Regions from separate parts of the Canis lupus genome. Here region 2 is linked to region 1. Evidence: chromatin contacts called from public Hi-C data. All regions are on one chromosome and are shown on one strand. Each heading gives the region's core, a stretch centred on a gene start, on an enhancer-like site or on the middle of the called end of the contact. The rest is flanking DNA. Distances are from core to core; before and after follow the strand shown. Region 1 holds the start of ACTRT3 (actin-related protein T3). Region 2 holds the start of SEC62 (translocation protein SEC62).

Evidence for each region. A called contact is a pair of places that touch in the nucleus more often than the background predicts.
Region 2: a contact with region 1 is called in a Hi-C map of blood, with 2.7 times the contacts expected there. The contact joins the promoter of SEC62 here to the promoter of ACTRT3 in region 1. A contact is called at or near these places in 2 of 9 Hi-C or Micro-C datasets (both in blood).

What each region holds. Positions count from the first base shown.
Region 1 is chr34:34,630,242-34,633,508 of UU_Cfam_GSD_1.0, reverse strand. It overlaps ACTRT3 (actin-related protein T3), which reads left to right and starts at 1,962. Exons shown (of 2, transcript XM_038583281.1): 1 at 1,962-2,214. The coding sequence starts at 2,015. It overlaps TRNAV-AAC (a tRNA gene), which reads right to left and starts at 130; the gene lies at 58-130.
Region 2 is chr34:34,814,761-34,818,005 of UU_Cfam_GSD_1.0, reverse strand. SEC62 (translocation protein SEC62) reads right to left here and starts at 1,457. Exons shown (of 8, transcript XM_038583856.1): 1 at 1,301-1,457. The coding sequence starts at 1,336. LOC119867527 (a long non-coding RNA gene) reads left to right here and starts at 1,439. Exons shown (of 2, transcript XR_005383991.1): 1 at 1,439-1,904; 2 at 2,330-3,245.

The DNA of each region.
Region 1 (3,267 bases), core at 713-3,212:
CCTGTTTGAAAGAATTTGAGTTTTGAAGGAGGAAGAAACAGAAAACACAAAAACTTTTGTTTCCGCCCGGTTTCGAACCGGGGACCTTTCGCGTGTTAGGCGAACGTGATAACCACTACACTACGGAAACCTCGCTGCTTCCTGGGGCTCGGAAAAGCCTCCATATGGACGCAGGAGCGAGAGGTTCCTGGGCAGTTAAAGAAACATTAGTTTGTAACCGAAAAACAAAACAAACAAGAAAGGGAAAATGACCTGACTTCTAACTGTGGAGCGCTGAAACTATTTGAAAGTTGGAATTTGCGTGCATTCTTTTTTTTTTTTTTTTTTCCCCCAAAGACTCCTAGGAGCCGCTGTAGAAACCAGGCATTGGCTCCCTGCACTTCCTTGGGGTACACCTTCTTGTGCAGGGAACAGATGCTTTACTTAGTGTCCTTTCCCGGAGGCGCCCTGCTGAGCAGCTGGGGCACATGGGGGGCATCGTTGGCCCCCCCTCCCGCAGCGGCCTGCTGCACCAGCTGCCTCCGCTGGCCCTTAGTCAAGTGATCCTTTTCAGCCTCTGGTGGGGAGACGTGTAAATAACTTGAATTTCCTCCCCTGCTTCCAGAGATCAACCAACCAGAGGTTTGAACCTACCTACTTGTTTTAAAATCCTCTACACAGTGTGTAGAATTAAAGGGGTAAAAAAATAAAAATAAAAATAAAAATAAAAATAAAAATAAAAATAAAAATAAAAATAAATCAGACACCACGGTGCACGTTTTGGCACTCCATGTACTTAAATTATTCTAAACCTGAACTTCGTATGACCTAGGGGATATTACTTTTCTTGCAAAGAAGCAGACACCTCCTTATGCCTAAAAATCAAGTCTTATTTTTTAGGAAATGAGAAGGACTTTTCCGTATCACACCAGGAGATAACCTGGTAAGATTGTTAAAAAAAAAAAAAAAAAAAAAAATCAATTAATCAGCCAATCCGACAAAGCAAGAGTCTACCATTTTGGATTTGAGTACATTTTGCATGGAAGCCGCAGGGAAGGAACACAACAAAGTGTTAGTCCAGTTTATAGAAAGGATAATAAAGATATATAAAACACACCTTTTTTTTTCCTTTCAAGATTTTATTTAAATTCAAGTTAGTTCACATACAGTGTCGTGTTAGTTTCAGAGATAGATAGAATTTAGTGATTCATCAGTTGCATGTAACACCCAGGCAACTCATTACATCAGGTGGTCTCCTTAAAGTCCATCACCCAGTTGCCTCACCCCCACCCCCACCCCCACCCCCACCCTCCTCCCCTCCAGCTACCTTCAGGTTGTTTCCTATGATTTAAGATTTCTCCAGGTTTCCCTCTCTCTGTCTTTACCTTATTTTTCCTTCCCTTCCCCTAGTGGGTCTATGTGTAAAATCCACTTTAAATCCTAGCCTTCAAAACAAAAACAAAAAGAAAATCAAAAAATAAATAAATCCTAGCCTTCTTTCCTTGTCCTTTTAGGAGGTTGAAGAGGATTTCAGAAGCATGCAGCAAGCTGCTGCTACAGCTTTCCTCCTTCAAATCTGCCCAGCTTTTCCTAGCTTCAAGGGCACACTCCAGAGCCTCTGGGCAGGCCCCTGGACAGGTACCTATTAGCCAGGATGCGAAGGATTTGGAAAAGAAAACTGCTTGGCACGCCCCATCGAGGCATGAGGCAAAGCTCCTTGTAAAGGGTTAGATGTGTGTCTTCAGAGAAGAAAGTTGGGTTTTCCTGATACTGGTATCCCCGGATTCCAGGGGGTGGCACGTGGCCCAGCGATCAGGCGGGCAGCGCTCGGGAGAAGCAGGGGGCCGCACCTGCACCTGCCGCGCGGGCCTCGTGGGGTCAGGCCTGGGCCTCTGTGACGCGGCGTTCTAGGCCCCGCGGCCTGTTGACGCGGCGTTCTAGGCCCCGCGGCCTGCTCACCCGGCCCAGGCTGCCCGGCCCGCACTCTCCGGGGCAGGCGCAGCCAGGGCGGCCGTCGGGAGGCGGCGGCGGCGGCATGAGCCACTACCAGCTCCCGGTGGTGATCGACAACGGCTCCGGCGTGATCAAGGCCGGCCTGGCGGGGTCGCGGGAGCCCCAGTTCGTCTACCCCAACATTATCGGCCGACCCAAGGGCCAGGGCGGCGGGGCCAAGGGCGCGGTGGAGGTGTGTGTGGGTGACCAGGCGCAGGAAAGGAGAAACGCGCTGTCCATTAGGTATGGCCTTCTCCCGGCAGGCAGGACCCCCGGGGGGCGGGGGGGGGGAGCGGGGGAGCCCAGGTGAAGGCGCCCAAGGGTGCGAGCCTAAGGCAGTGGGGGGACAGGAAAGCCTCAGCCGGCTGGTGCAGCCCACGAATCTCCAAGGGTGCGAAACACCTAAAGAGTGAGCATTACTTGCTCTCTGCACCTAGAGACATGTCCTCAAATGTATAAAGTTACCGTTCATAAGATACAAGTCCATTAAGAATGTCAGTTAATTCATAGTACCCTCTCATGTAGGTTATTTTCTCCAATTGATAGTAAAGCTGTACTCTTATGTAAAGATCTCCCAATTTTTTTAAAAAGATTTTATTTATTTATTCATGAGAAACACACACACACACAGGGGGAGAGAGAGAGAGAGAGAGAGGCAGAGACAGGCAGAGGGAGAAGCAGGCTCCATGCAGGGAGCCCTATGTGGGACTCAACCCCTGGGACTCCATGATCACACTCTAGGCCAAAGGTAGCGCTAAGCCACTGAGCCACCCAGGAATCGCCCAATTTTTTTTTTTTTTTTTTAATTTAAAGGATTGTCTTCTAAAGGAGGGACAAATGGAAAGCAACAAAAATTGCAGAGGAGAGTAGCTATGTTAACATTTGCTGGCAGTTACCTTTTCTGATCAGTGGTCACTACCCATAAAGGGATACTGGTAATAAATATGGGGATTAACCCAAGCTTGAAGGGGATAGATGCCGGAGAAATTGAAAGCTACCACTGTAAAATAAATAAATAAATAAATAAATAAATAAATAAATAAATAAATAAATAAATAAATAAATAAATAAATAAATAAATTTAATTTAATTTAATTAAATAATAGGGATCCCTGGGTGGCGCAGCAGTTTAGCGCCTGCCTTTGGCCCAGGGCGCGATCCTGGAGACCCGGGATCGAATCCCATGTCGGGCTCCCGGTGCATGGAGCCTGCTTCTCCCTCTGCCTGTGTCTCTGCCTCTCTCTCTCTCTCTGTGACTATCATAAATAAATAAAAATTAAAAAAAATAATAAAATA
Region 2 (3,245 bases), core at 208-2,707, 190 kb before region 1:
TGTTACTTTAAGTACAAATTTGACCAACGACTTCAATACAAACTCTGACCATACCCAACCAATAACAAACACCGAATTCTGAAACTTAGGAATAGTTTGAGAAAGAAATGAAAAAAGAAAAGGAAAGAAAGAAAGAAGGAAATTAAGAAGGAAAGAAAGAAGGAAAGAAGGAAGGAAAGAAAGAAAAGAAAGAAAGATGTTCCACAATAACCTTAAACCCTAGTCCGATGACCTGCTGGAACTTGGGGCAATTTGTCTCTTTCTGTATCTCTTCTGTACTCTGTTGGGAACTACTTCCCTATTTCTGCCCGATTCCAAAAATCCCAGGTTTGCTGGTCACTGGCATCCTTTCCCCGCTAGCACTTCATAGTTTTCTGGAGGATGTTAACGTGCATGGCTCAAATCACCTGTGATAAGGCCCAAGTAAGTGACCACAAAATAGATCCAGATCTAGATCTATCTATACATATAATTTTAAACGGAGGAATAGGACATTACAGAGAAAAAAACTAGTCATTCTAAGCATCGGGACCCGAGGAGACAGACGGGATGGGCAGCATCAACCGAGTACGCCGTGTGGATCTGCGACGACGCGGGAGGTTTCCGGCAGGTTAGGCTGAGGCGGCGGCTGGGAAACACCACGCCAGGTCTACGGCGTTCGGCGCGGCTTCGCCCGCTTGGCCCAAAGGCAGGACGACGGAGGAGCCGCCGGGGAGCAACGCACAGGTGACGAGCGCGGGCGGCGGGGCGGCGGGGCGGGCTGCAGGGCGCGACCCCGCCGCCGTGTGTCTCCGCCGCGTCGCGGGCGCCGCTGCACGTCTGGAGGCCGAGCGCCGCGCGGGCCCCGCCGGGCAGCAGCAGACGCGTCCCGCCCGCGCACAAAGCGCCGGCCGCCGCGGGTCCGTGGGCCCCACCTCCTCCCACCCTGCGTCCCGCGGCCGCGACTTCGGGGTAACGAGCGCGCGAGGCCGAGGCCGCGGGGGGCGCGGGAGGCCGGGGGCGCGGCGCAGGCCCGGCGGGGCGGCCTCGGGGACCCCGGGCGGCCCGCCCCGAGCGCGGCGCCTCTCGCCTCCCGCCGCGGCCGCCCCTCGCCCGCCTCGCTCCCAGCCGTCGCCGTCGCCGTCCCCGTCCCCGTCCCCGTCGCCGACACCGCCCCCCCTCAGGCCCCCTCACAACGGCGCCTCGCGCGGGGCCGCCCCACCGGCCTCGCCCTCCCGGGGCGCTCCCCTCGCCGCGTCTCCTGCCGAGCGCCCCGAAGCCCCCTTGCCCCGGGTGGGAGCGGGGGGCTCGCCTTTCCTACCTGGATCCGCTTCTTGTGTCTCCTGCGCTCCGCCATGTTGGCCGCTCCGCCCGGTTCCCTCTGACGTGGAGCGAGGAGGGGGCGGTGGAAGCCTCGCGAGAGCGCGCGTGGGCCCGTTATGTAATCGGGCGGCGGGCGGGCGGGCGGGGAGGGGAGCCCGCGAGAGGCGGCGGCCGCGCCGGCCTGGTCGGCTCCTTGCTTCTCCTCCCCACTCGTCCCCCCGTGCTGCGGGAACTGGAACTCTCCCTGGGACCGGGAGGAGACTGAGACGCGGTCCGGAGAGCGGGAGGGCGCGGACGGAGGAGCACCTGCGCCTGCACCTGCAGCACCTGGGCGGGCGGTCGCCGGACATGCGGGCTCCCGCCCCGCCCCCACTCGGCGCACTCCCGGTCTGCACCGCGGGGGCCTGGCGGGGCCCGGGCCTCAACCCATCCTCCCGCCCCTGCGGAGCCCCGGGTGCTGCAGCGCCTCGAAAACAAAACGTTGGATTCTCCATCCCGTCTTCTATCTTGTTTCTCAAAATCCGAGAGGCAGAATTTAGGGAAGGACAAGCAACTAGTAAGAGGAGCGGGGGAGTCTGAGCCCGCAGGCGCCTTGAAGTCTGGTGAATGATTCTTCCAACTCCAACTATGATTATTTTATTTTATTTTTTGTTTTATGATATGTAACTCTTTTATTTATATTACTTTTACTTTTATTATTTTTTAAATTCGAGATCTAGATTCTTATTTATTATTTATTTATTTATTTATTTATTGGAGTCCAAGTTGTCAACATATAGCGCATCACCCAGTGCCCATCCCGTCGAGTGCCCCCCCCCCTTATTCTTTTAGAGAGTCTCAGGCTTGCAGCTGAACCTCAAAAGATACGGCATGGATGATTATTTCTAGCTGTCTTCTGGACATTTCCACGGAATGTCCAACGGGGGAAAAAAAACAAAATCACCATTTCGCCCTCCAAACCTACCCCTATGGCTGTATCTTAGACCTCTGGTAACCTTGTCATTGTTCCCCCGGTTACTCCTATTAGAAACCTTGGAGGTATCCCAACCGTGCTTCGCTGATCAATCACCAGCCCAACTGATCCTGCAGCACAGATGTTTGGAATTCTTTCCTGCTTCATCATTCCTACTTGCCGGCTCCCAGTCAGCTCTTTAGCAGGGCTCACCTGGACTGTTGGCGAGTTCACCTGGAGTGTTGGCGAGAGCCTCCCTCTCATTCGAGCCCAACTCCAGGCCCAACTCCAAGGCGATCCTCCGCTCCCCCACCCCAGGGCCCCCCCAGTTGTGACCCACACAGGCGCCCCATTATTTTGTTATTTCAAATACAAATGGATTTCATGGACTTCCATAAGGAGGCATGTAATATCTGGTTGTTTCTTTTTTTGTGATGTTAGCAGCCATTCATGATCATCATCTAGATTCTCTATCTTTCAGGGGTGTAAGACAGTGATACTCAAATTCTTCTTTTGCTTTTTAATAGCTGTAATGCTTCCACAGGGGAAACAGTTGCATAGTTGTATGGATGCTTAGCTCATGAGGGCTAATGTTCACACGTGTAAGCCAAATTTCAAATTTCTCCTAGTTAATATTTGCATAAAAACATCTCAAACCTTCTTCCCAGCACTCCATTTATATACTGGATGGCGGGGGCAGAGAGTTTCTCCTATCCACTTCTTGTTCTGCTTTCCCTTTGAATTTACATCTCACTCCTGTCGTTTGGCTCCTCTTTCTTTTCTTTCTTTCTTTCTTTCTTTCTTTCTTTCTTTCTTTCTTTCTTTCTTTCTTTCTTTCTTTCTTTTTCTTTCTTTCTTTTTTTTTTTTTTTTTTTTTTGGCTCTTCTTTCTTTCCCCAAGGAGGAGCATTGCCTCTTTCTCTGTCTTTTGCCAAAGCAAAAGTTTTCTTTGCCCCTGGGTTCTGTCATTTCTTCTCCCTGGTGCTCTGTCT